Regions from separate parts of the Mus musculus genome. Here region 2 is linked to region 1. The links are chromatin contacts, called in public Hi-C maps. All regions are on one chromosome and are shown on one strand. The core of a region is the stretch at or near the end of the contact, and the rest is flanking DNA. Distances in the headings are between cores, read along the strand shown. Region 1 has its middle 18 kb from the start of Gm31482. Region 2 overlaps Rapgef5 (Rap guanine nucleotide exchange factor (GEF) 5).

Region 1 (5,249 bases), core at 1,875-4,374:
TCATCCTCAGGCGACTTTTCCTGGGTAAATGTCCTCAATTATGTTTTTTGAATGAATAAATAAAGATGAAGGGGTGAACAAACAGAAAGAAAGTAATAGTGCCAAGTCCAACCATGCGGGTGGAAAGGTGGCAGCAGAGAAAGTTGCTCCCAAACCCTTCTTTCCTGCCCCAGAGGTGATAGACTCTGAGTTGGAACCAGGATTTCCTAGGGACAAGTGACCTAAGCAAGCAGGCTTGTTTACACAGCACACAGCTGCCAATTCAAGGAGGCAAGAAAACAAAGGTGCTTTCCACACCCTGCTGATAAGGAGGCTTCCCTGGGGCTGTTTACTCTCTCAGAGGATAGGATGCTGCCCCTGCAGAGGCCTGGATGCTAACAGAAGGCCCTGCAGTTCAGGGAGGTGGCTAGGGCAGCAGCCTGGAGGCTCCCACCCAGTAACTACAGTGGGAGTAGAGGGCTGTAGTGCCTGAGGTCAACTGTACCTAGTGCTAGGTCTCAGGAGCTGGGGACAAATGACTGAGATTTCTATTAACATACCAAACACGATGGCCAGCTCTTCCAGCATGTCTCACTACCTGTAGCCCCTCCAAGCTCTTCCAATATAACACAGTACTTGTGGCCCCTCTCAACTCTCCCAGCATCCCTCAGTACCTGTAGTCCCTCCCAGCGAAGGCCTGTTTTGTACACTATAAAGTTTACCCTTGCGTTATTCAAATGCTGATTTCTCTGCCATCATATCTAGTTTCAATCCAGACTTGGCACTGTAATGCTTATATCAAGAATCTCCTGTCTCTCTATCAACCAACCAGACCTCCTAGAGCTCTCAGAGACTAAGCCATCAACCCAAGAGTACACATGGTTCCAGCTGCATATGTAGCAGAGGATGCCCTTGTCAGGCATCAATGGGAGGAAAGGTCCTTGATCCTATGAAGGCTCGAAAGATGCCCCAGTATAAGGGAATGATGACAGGGGGGTGGGAGTGGGTGGGTAGGTGGAAGGGAGGATGGGATGGGGGTTTCCAGGAGGGAGGAAACTGGGGAAGGGGATAACCTTTGAAATGTAAATAAAGAAAATATCCAATTTAAAAAAAAAGGCACACACACACAAAAAGAATCTCCTGTCTCAAGTTTGTATAAACTGTTCTTACCACTTATTCTTTTCCTCATCAATAAATGCTGACCACCCAATGGGTGGGCAGAAGAGAGAATAGAGTGGGATGTTCCACTAGCAAGAGGAAGGAAAGAGGGAGATTCAGATGGGTGAGAAAGATGGAGGAATTGGAGCCATGAAGAAGGGGTGAAAAGGTCAGCTCAAGAACTTTGGGAAGGTCATGAAACACTCACCCATCCAGAAGGGAGGGGCTACTTAGCATTTCTCAGACCACAGGTTGGGCCCTGGTAAGCTAAGGCTCCCCGGAGTCTTACAGGGGTCCAAGAGAAGCAAATCAATAATAATATACAGGTATTGTGGGAAGGGGCTGGGAGGTAGCCAGATTGGTAGACATTTAAGGCACATCATTTGACTGCTCAGATAATACGGTAAATAAAATTTATTTATTTTAAATAAATCTTGTTTCCCCTGGGACGTTACTGGGGATTAGCATGAGGTGAATAAATACAGCCCCCAGATTAATTCACCATTTACATTTATAATAAGAATAATTTATTTACATTCAAGCTTTCCCAGTATCTTTGGTACTTGTGGCTCCTCCCAACACTTCTCACCCCACTTCCTACCCTAAACCTCTCCCTCCCAGGGCCTGGGCTTCTGTTTCCCTTGCCCCAGCCTGATACCTACATAACTCAACTATTTTGGCCTGGGCCGGGCCACCTCTTACTGAGGTCCAGGTCCACTCTCTTTCTCTCCCTTTCTGCCTTTCTTCTCGTCGTCTGGTTTGGTCCCTTGGCCGTGTTCAGCCTGGACTCTTCTTCCCTCTGCCTGCTTTCTCCCTTTTATCTACAATAAATATCCCCATACTTTAGGAGTAGTCACATCCTCCTTTTACTCGTGATTTCATTCACCTATCTCATTCTCCGCACTGTGAGTCATGGCTGGGCAGGGCCCAGTGAAAACTGGCAATTAATGTCTTTGCTGATCTGGTTCTACCGTTACCCTACCTGTGTGCCCTTATTGTGCCTACTTTGGCACGGGGAGAAAAGGAGAGGGGGGGGGGTAAAATGAAATATGCAATCTCTTCTATTTTTAGGGAGGTGTCTTTGGGAATCACACCCACCCATCCTGAGGAAGCCCACAGACAAAATGTCCCATCAGCCTGGAGGCTGCCTTAGCAGACCGTGGCAACAGGAGACACAAGGACCCCAGGCAGAACAATAGGGTGGATTGTGCCTCTCACGGGAATTTTACTTCTGACTCTGAATAACAAGTTTTGATCTCAGGCTTGCTGCCAGCTAGCAAGCGAAACCCTTCCAAACGTAGGTTTCCCCCTGGAGACTTAAGAGTTTCACCTAGGAACTTGGTGTGGATGAGCTATGCTATGCACACAGTACGGCCATGTAAAAACGGTCAGGAAACTCACGGTCCTGAGCTATTAGACGAGAGCTGGGACATGACGACAGCTCCCACTAAGCCAGCAATTGTACAGCCTGCCCTGTAAGGTGTGCGTTTCCTGCGGGTTGGATGGGATCACGGTACAAGGGAGCCACAATGACGACTGTACTGGTCGAGCTTGAGACCCATGATCCAAAGCAGAGAGGAGAAAGGGGCCCTTGTTTCTGCTGCACAGGTTCATCTCAGACGCCTGGATGGTGGGGCTAACTAGTTTGAGAATATCTGGTCAGGGCTGAAGGAGTTTCTAAATCTTTCCATATTGTTTTCAAGTGCAGCAGCACAGGTTCTCTTGGGAAAACAGCAGAGTTGAGCCATACAAGGACAAAGACTCTTGTCTGCAAGATCGCATCGAACCCCATTGTGCTTTCAGGTCAGGCCACTGATATCTGAACTCTTCAAGCTGTGTCAACCCCTCTCTCATCTCGTCTCCTGGTGCCGTGTGAGGTGCTTGAAGGAGCCAGCGGCAAAGGAAACTATAAATGCCCTTCCTTGTCCCCTCCAGCTGGCGTCCCTCAGAGTCCGCTGCTCAGGCGCAAAGAGGGAAGCACCTGCATCTTTCTGGGCACCTCCCAGCATGAGGCTGGCTTCCGGCCCTCAGCCTTTGAACGTTGCTTTGTGTGACCTCTCCACCTCTGTGGAAGCTGAAGTGCTCCAGCCTCCCTGCTGCAAGTGCAGGGCACCAGTTTCAGCCTGTAGCTCCCCCCCCCCCCCCAACTCCCGATTCCTAGGGCCAAGGAACCAAAGCAGCAGAGGGTAAAAGAGGGAGGGGTACAGAGGAAGGGGCGTGGCTTTCGGGAAATGGCGTCACTCTCCTGATTTCACTCTGTTGGGGTGGAATGAAACAACCACTCATCATCAGTGAAGCTTCTTTCCCCTTGATGAACTGGAAAAGCTATAACTGGAGGACTTTTCAAAAACCAATCAATGAATAAATAGTTCCATTTCCCCCGCTTGGTTTTTATTTATGAAGTGTGGGCTGAGAGATCCCTTGTGGACATTTTAAACACAGAGGCAGGTCACAACAGCAGCTAATGGTCAGTTGTAAATGGTTCTGCAGTATGGCTGTCACTCAGAATGAGGCATCATTTAAAAAATGAGGCTGTATGTGAGATAAAGAATAATTTAAAGGCCCATTGGATGACAGTATTCACACTTCGTTGAGCAGAACAGCCAGGTAGTTATTTAAAAGACTCTCGCCAGGTTGGGAGTCTTACATCTCTAATCCTAGCACTCTAGAAGCTAAGAAAGGAGGGTCTATGAGAGAGTTCAGGAGCAACCTGGGTTACATAAGTGATTTCTCAGCCAGCCTGAGCTACAGAGTGGGACTGTTAACAAACCAAACTAACACCCCACATAGACCCAGAAGGCTGGTTCCTGGCCCCTGAGATTTGATTCTATTGCTAGAGGCCAGGAACAAAAATTAGCCCTTGAGTCTGTAATTCCAACCTAGATCTAACTGATCCTGACTGTGCTTTGGAAAGAGGCATCAGCGAGGACATAATGTGAGATATTCAGCCAGAAGCAAACGGAGTGGTGGCTCAGCAACTGTTTCCTGCCCCCAGGACAGTAGTTTGGTTCCCAACATAGGCATTGGCTGGCCTCACAACCACAGACAACTGTACTCACAAGCACATACACCCAAACACACACATGCACATTTTTTAAAAAAAGAAATCTATATGTTGAATTTGAGAACGAGAGCTCAACAATCCATTTTCACAATCCCCCAGATGATCAATCATACCTCACACTGAAGGCAGAGAGGCACTTGTCCCAACTCTCTACAGACACTGATGAGCAGACTGCTCTCGATCATTTTGTGGAAAAGCAACCTCGTGTGCAGAATTCTGCTTTTTCTAACAAGCACATCTTGAGACAGAGTTAGAGCTGTTTGGAACATGCAGGCTTTACTTCAGAGAGAGACTAACTCCAGGGTAGTCCTCAAATTCAACCTCCCCAGTTTCTGTGTCTTTGAAACAGGAATGCTGCCCACTCCATTAGGGTGCTCTGAGGAGTGGAAAAGCTGGAAAGCCTTGAGCCAGTGACTGGTGCTCAGCAGAAACTCAATGTATAATTTTCCTTAAACTAATGGGAATCTGGAATGAAAAAAGATTATCTATGTATGTATCTATGTATGTATCTATAAATCTATAATGTATCTATGTATGTATCTATATATCTATGTATATATATATGTATCTATGTATGCATGTATCTATATATCTATGTATCTATGTACATATGTATGCTTGTATCTATCTATATCTGTCTATGTATGTATCTATATATCTATGTATCTATGTATGTATATATGTATGCATGTATCTATCTATCTACCTACCTATGTATGTATATATGTATGTATGTATGTATGTAATGTGTGTATGTATGTATGTATGTATCTATCTATCTATCTATCTATCTATCTATCTATCTATCTATCTATCTATAGACGGGGTCTCACGAAAACATACTGTGTACCCAAACCAAGCCTTGAACTTGCTGGAGATGTTTTTTTTTTTTTTAAGATTTATTTATTATATGTGTATGAGTATGCTGTCACTGTCTTCAGACACACGAGAAGAGAGCATCAGATCTCCTTACAGATGGTTGTGAGCCACCAAGTGGTTTCTGTGAATTGAACACAGGACCTCTGGAAGAGCAGTTGGTGCTCTTATC
Region 2 (5,249 bases), core at 725-3,224, 110 kb before region 1:
CACATACACAGGCACACACACACCTGCATGCATGCATGCACATACTCACACACAAAGGCACATACGAACATGTACACAAACATGCACACACACATGCACATGGACACACAAGTGCACATTCAGGCACACTCACACACACATGCACACGTATGCATGCACACACACATGCACACTCTTGAGCATGTGTACACACACAGGCAAACACATGTGCACACACAGGCACATGTGTACACACACAGGCATACTCACACACACATGCATACATACATGCATGCATACTCTTGAGCACGTGTGCACACACAGGCACACACATGTGTGCACACAAGGCACATGTGCACACACATGTACATCATGCATGCACACACACATGCACACTCTTAAGAACATGTGCACACACAGGTACACACATGTGTGCACATGCATGTATGCACCTACATGCATACTCTTGAGCACATGTGCACACATAGGCACATGTGTACACACATGTATGCACATACACATGCACACTCTTGAGCATGTGTGCACACAGAGGCATACTCACACACATGCATGCACACTCTTGAGCACGTGCGCATACACAGGCACACACACGTGCACACACAGGCACATGCATGCACGCACACACACATGCACACTCTTGAGCACATGTGCACACACAGGCACACACACATGCACACGCACACACCCCTGGCATGTGATCCAATAGCAACTGTGCATGTGCTTACCCTTCTCTGAAAGCACAACTGCAGTAAGAGGCACTGCATAAAGGGCTGTTTTTAGAGCTCCAGGCTTTCACTTACAAGGACACTACCATCTGAGCATCTGCAGCTGCACTCCTTTCTATTTGGGTTAAATTAGGAAACAAGCTTCATTTCTTCTCTGACTCTATTCAGGTCAACTAGCGTAATCCACACTTTTCAAAGGAGGCCTCTCTCAGTCATGTTATCAATGACAGAAGTTCTAAAGTTAACAAAGTACCCTACAACCCAGTAGCAGAGGGTGAAGAATCAGCCAATACAATGTGCACAGTACACAGGGAGAGCCCTTTGCTAACTTATGCTGACTCCTGGTGACTCCAAAGCACTCGCTCCTCCAGCTCCTCCTCCCTTCCTGCCTAATCCAGAGCACGAGAAAATGCCATGCAGCCATTATAAACATTTAAAGGACCTTGAATGTACAGGGACATTTGTGAAACTGAAAGGACCGTGTAATGTAGCTCAACTGTTCATGGAGCAGGGCAGGATCACCTGAGCTCAGGAGTTCTGAGATCGACTTGGGCAACAATGACCTTGGTAGAGAATAAAAGTAGGAAGGAATATAGCAAAATGCTAATGGAATTTTTTGTGACAGGCTACATGGTAGATTTTTGTTTCTTTCTAACTTCTTTAATAAAAGAAACTATTCAAGAAGAAAAATGTACAAAATAAGACAAACTCTCCAGGGACTGGAGAAGTGATTAAGGCATTGAGAACACTCATTGATCTTGCAGAAGACCTGAGTTCAGTTTCCAACACCCACATGAGGCAGCTCACAGGGCAGCATGGAACTCCAGTTCCAGGGTTTCCAACGCTCTCTGTCCTTCACTGGCATCTACACATGCATTGTGTACCCATGCAGGCACATACGTTTAAAAATTATAGATTATTTTTAAAAAGATAAAATTTCCACTCTTACCATTTTCTAACCCTATGAAGGAATGTTCATAAATTAAAACCGTGCTTTTTATATAGAAAGGATAAACACATAAGGAACATGTCTCTAGTCAGGAGGAAATCCAAACTTAAGGACTCTGATGTATTCACGGAAGAGAGAAGAATAGTAAGACAAGGCAGAAGACGCTTCTAGGAAGTTGCGATTATTTGCCGCCCTCCCGACTGTGTGGTCAGTGACCATGCCTGCCCTAAGCAGACATAAGCACAGCTGAGAGACAACAGTGGAAGAAGTCAGCCAGGAGAGGAAGGAGACAGGAGGAAACTGGTGGACGCTCAAACCACAGTCCAGGAAGACACGAGGCAACCTTCCCTTTTCCAAGTGGCTGGCCATGAGTGAAGACACAAACCGGGTTCTGCCGAAGTTCCTGTTCTAATAACTGCCATGCCCAGAATGTCTGCTCAGGGGACAATCTGCTGAGGCACCCGGCTACTCTTTCCCGTCACTGCTCTGCGGAGTCAAACAATTCAGGAAGTAAATACTGAAAAGTTCAATATTAATGACTGGCTTCTTAGGTTCCTCATGTGTAAATATAATTTCATTGGTACACAATCAAGTCCTGTCTCAGCTCCAAAATGGAGAGTTATGAGAGAGGCATGAAAGGTAGCTACTCGTCACTGATGATACAATGGCACAATGTCAGAGTCTTTTCCAGTGGAATCTAAACGTCCAAGCCTCAGGTGGGCATTCACTACTTACTCTTGGATATGCAAAGCACCTCTTTAAAAAAAATTAATCATAAGCACTGGATTCTTTTAATTTTTAAATTGTTTAGATTTTTTTTTCTTTAGACTTTATGTGCACGAGTGTTTTGCTCAAACATGTCTGTGTACCACATGTGTGCCTAGTGTCCACAGACATCAGACAGGATACCAGATCCCCTGGGACAGGAATTACAGATGATTGTGAGCCACATGAAGTGGATTACTGGGTCCACTGTAAGAATAAGTGTTCTTAAACACTGAGCCATCTCTCCAGGCCCTTCAAAAATGTTTATACAATATATATTTTGATCATATTCTTTCCCTTTCCCCAGATCCTCCCCACCTCCCTGCTTATACAACTTTATATTCTCCCTTCCCTTTCTCTTTTTCAGAAAACAACAACCACAAAAACAAAACTCAAAACAAGCAAATGGACAAAAGAATACAATAAGAGAAAAATGGCAAAGCAGAATGAAAAGCATAGGGACTGTTCCATGCTGACCAACTGCATGGGATCTGTTACTTGTGACCAGCAACTCCTGGGCATGGGGCCCTTTCTCAGGTGTGATTGATACATAGTATCACCTCAGAAAAAACTGTTTCCTGCATGGTGGCACACGCCTTTAATCCCAGCCCTCAGGAGGCAGAGTCAGGTGGATTTCTGAGTTCGAGGCCAGCCTGGTCTACAAAGTGAGTTCCAGGACAGCCAGGGCTACACAGAGAAACCCTGTCTCGAAAAATAAATAAATAAATAAATAAATAAATAGATAGATAGATAGATAGATAGATAGATAAAACAAAAACAGAAAAAACTGATTTCTCCTTTCTCATTAGTTATCATATACAAGTGGCTTCTGGGTAAGGGGTAAGACCTTGTGTCTACTCCTGCTTTCTCAGTGGTGGAATTTTGTCTGGTTTGAACTTGGGTGGGTCTTGTGCTTGTTGCCACAGTCCCTGAACATTACTATGTGCATCAGCCTGTTGTGTATGGAAGACTGTTTCTTTGGAGTTATCCACCACCTCTACCTTTCAGAGTCTTTCTGTCTGAGTCTAGAGTGGAAGGATTTAGTAGACATCCCATTTAAAGCTGAGGGTCCCAAAGTTTCTCTTTCTCTGCACACTGTCAAGTTCTGGGTCTCTGTGTTAATCACCACCCACTATAAGAAGTTTCTCTGATAAGTGCTAGACAAAGCCCTGATCTTTTCCATCCATTCACTGTAAGTCGATATCCATCCTTGATGGTGACTTGCATTTCTTACATAGCAGAAGGAATCCTGCTTTCTAATACAATCTTTTTACTGGGGAATCAAGGCCATTACTATTGAGCTATTTATTTTTTGTCTCCTTTTCGGTCTAGTTCATATTCTCTTTAGACTGAAGTTTTCCTTCTATTGCCTTTGTAGAGCTGTATTGGTGAACTAAGATTGCTTAAATTTGATTGTTTTGAACCATAAACAAGATCTTACATTTATTCCATGACTCATTCCTGTGCTGTCCATCACATCCCTTTCTGAGTCCTAAATTTAAACTCTCCAGTTTGATACAGTGTCCTGGCCTCAGTGTAGAAGAAGAGACACAGTGAGTGGCCCATGACAGGGAAAGTGCTTGCAAACAGCCTTGAAATAAATATGCACACCACTGACAGCTTTCCCATACAAGTCTGCCACTGTTCTTAGAAAAAATATATGTATGTATGTATGTATGTATGTATGTATATGTTGATGTGTGTGGCACTTTGCCTGCATGCATGCTGGTATACCACCTAAGTGGCTGCTACCAGATAAGACACTGGATTTCCTGGGACTAGAATTGTAGTTTTAAGCCATCATATAGGTGCTGAAAATCAAACCTGAGTCCTCTGCAAGAGCAAATGCTCTTGACCTCTGAGCCACCCCTCTGACTTCTAAAGAAGTTTTAGACTGGAAATTGTTTCAGAACTCGTAGATAGAAAATATAGCTGAATAGTTTAATTTTTTTTTCTTTTCCTAAAAGATATACAGTTCAGCAGCATCTAAGATGTCTGGAGGCTTTGTTTCTACATCCTCTTCAGTTTGATACTATGTGTGTTCCTTGAAATAAAAATAGCTACAGGAAGTACTGGGTTGATCGATCAAGAACTTTCAAGAAGTAAGAAAGTCTACTGGGAAAGGGGATAGAAGTGAGCAGGTGACTAGTGATTTCCTCCTTATGTCAATTTCCTATTGCAAAAGCCATGAGTTAGAAGAAACTTGTTGAAAGTAATGGAAAAATCTTAGAACAGTGAAGTATTGTTAAAATTCTAAGCATACGGATAATAAGTCTTTATTATTCCCAGTTGGCTTTGAAGTCATAGATGATGCTGGAGATAGGTTGTGCAGCAAGGTACACACGCCACAGAACAATACACTGGAAATGGTTTTATGTTGGTAACATACACTGCTGCATGCATTTTACACTATTTAAAAAATAGAATCATGGAAGAAGAACTACATTTGTTTGATCCTGAAATCCCTGACCTGAACAAAAATGAGAATCTCCAAAACTACCCATAGCTCAGCCCATGGCTCACACCCCGGGCCGAAGGCTGCCTTCGGGTGCCACCAGCTGCCCGTGGCTCACACCCCGTGGCTCATACCCTAGGCTGAAGGCTGCCTTTGGGGTGCCACCAGCTGCCGGTGGCTCACACCCCGGGCTGAAGGCTGCCTTCAGGGTGCCACCAGCTGCCCGTGAGTTATTATGTTCTATACCATGCCAGCCAAAGCCTCCACTTCATTAAGGGCAGGTTTCACTGGCAATTCTATAAATGGACTCACAGGCAAATGAAGCTCAGGGAATTACCTGAGTTATGTGAAGACC

Evidence for each region. Hi-C and Micro-C count contacts between places; a contact is called where the count stands out from the background.
Region 2: a contact with region 1 is called in a Hi-C map of pro-B cells, with 2.1 times the contacts expected there. The contact joins two enhancer-like sites. A contact is called at or near these places in 2 of 39 promoter capture datasets (the C10 cell line and hippocampal neurons), 6 of 484 Hi-C or Micro-C datasets (bone marrow-derived macrophages, differentiating embryonic stem cells, double positive thymocytes and 3 more) and 7 of 115 datasets of contacts at active chromatin or transcription factors (cardiomyocytes, embryonic stem cells, extraembryonic endoderm stem cells and 3 more).

What each region holds. Positions count from the first base shown.
Region 1 is chr12:117,445,391-117,450,639 of GRCm38.p6, reverse strand. No RefSeq gene overlaps it. Among named protein-coding and RNA genes, the nearest start is that of Gm31482, 18 kb to the left of the region's middle. Within about 2 kb of position 3,124, at least 123 of the 459 cell types and tissues checked have an H3K27ac peak or open chromatin away from gene starts, as enhancers often do. A contact at or near this core is called in pro-B cells, where this site is marked.
Region 2 is chr12:117,557,411-117,562,659 of GRCm38.p6, reverse strand. The region is part of intron 1 of Rapgef5 (Rap guanine nucleotide exchange factor (GEF) 5); the gene reads right to left. Among named protein-coding and RNA genes, the nearest start is that of Rapgef5, 26 kb to the right of the region's middle. Within about 2 kb of position 1,974, at least 67 of the 459 cell types and tissues checked have an H3K27ac peak or open chromatin away from gene starts, as enhancers often do. A contact at or near this core is called in pro-B cells, where this site is marked.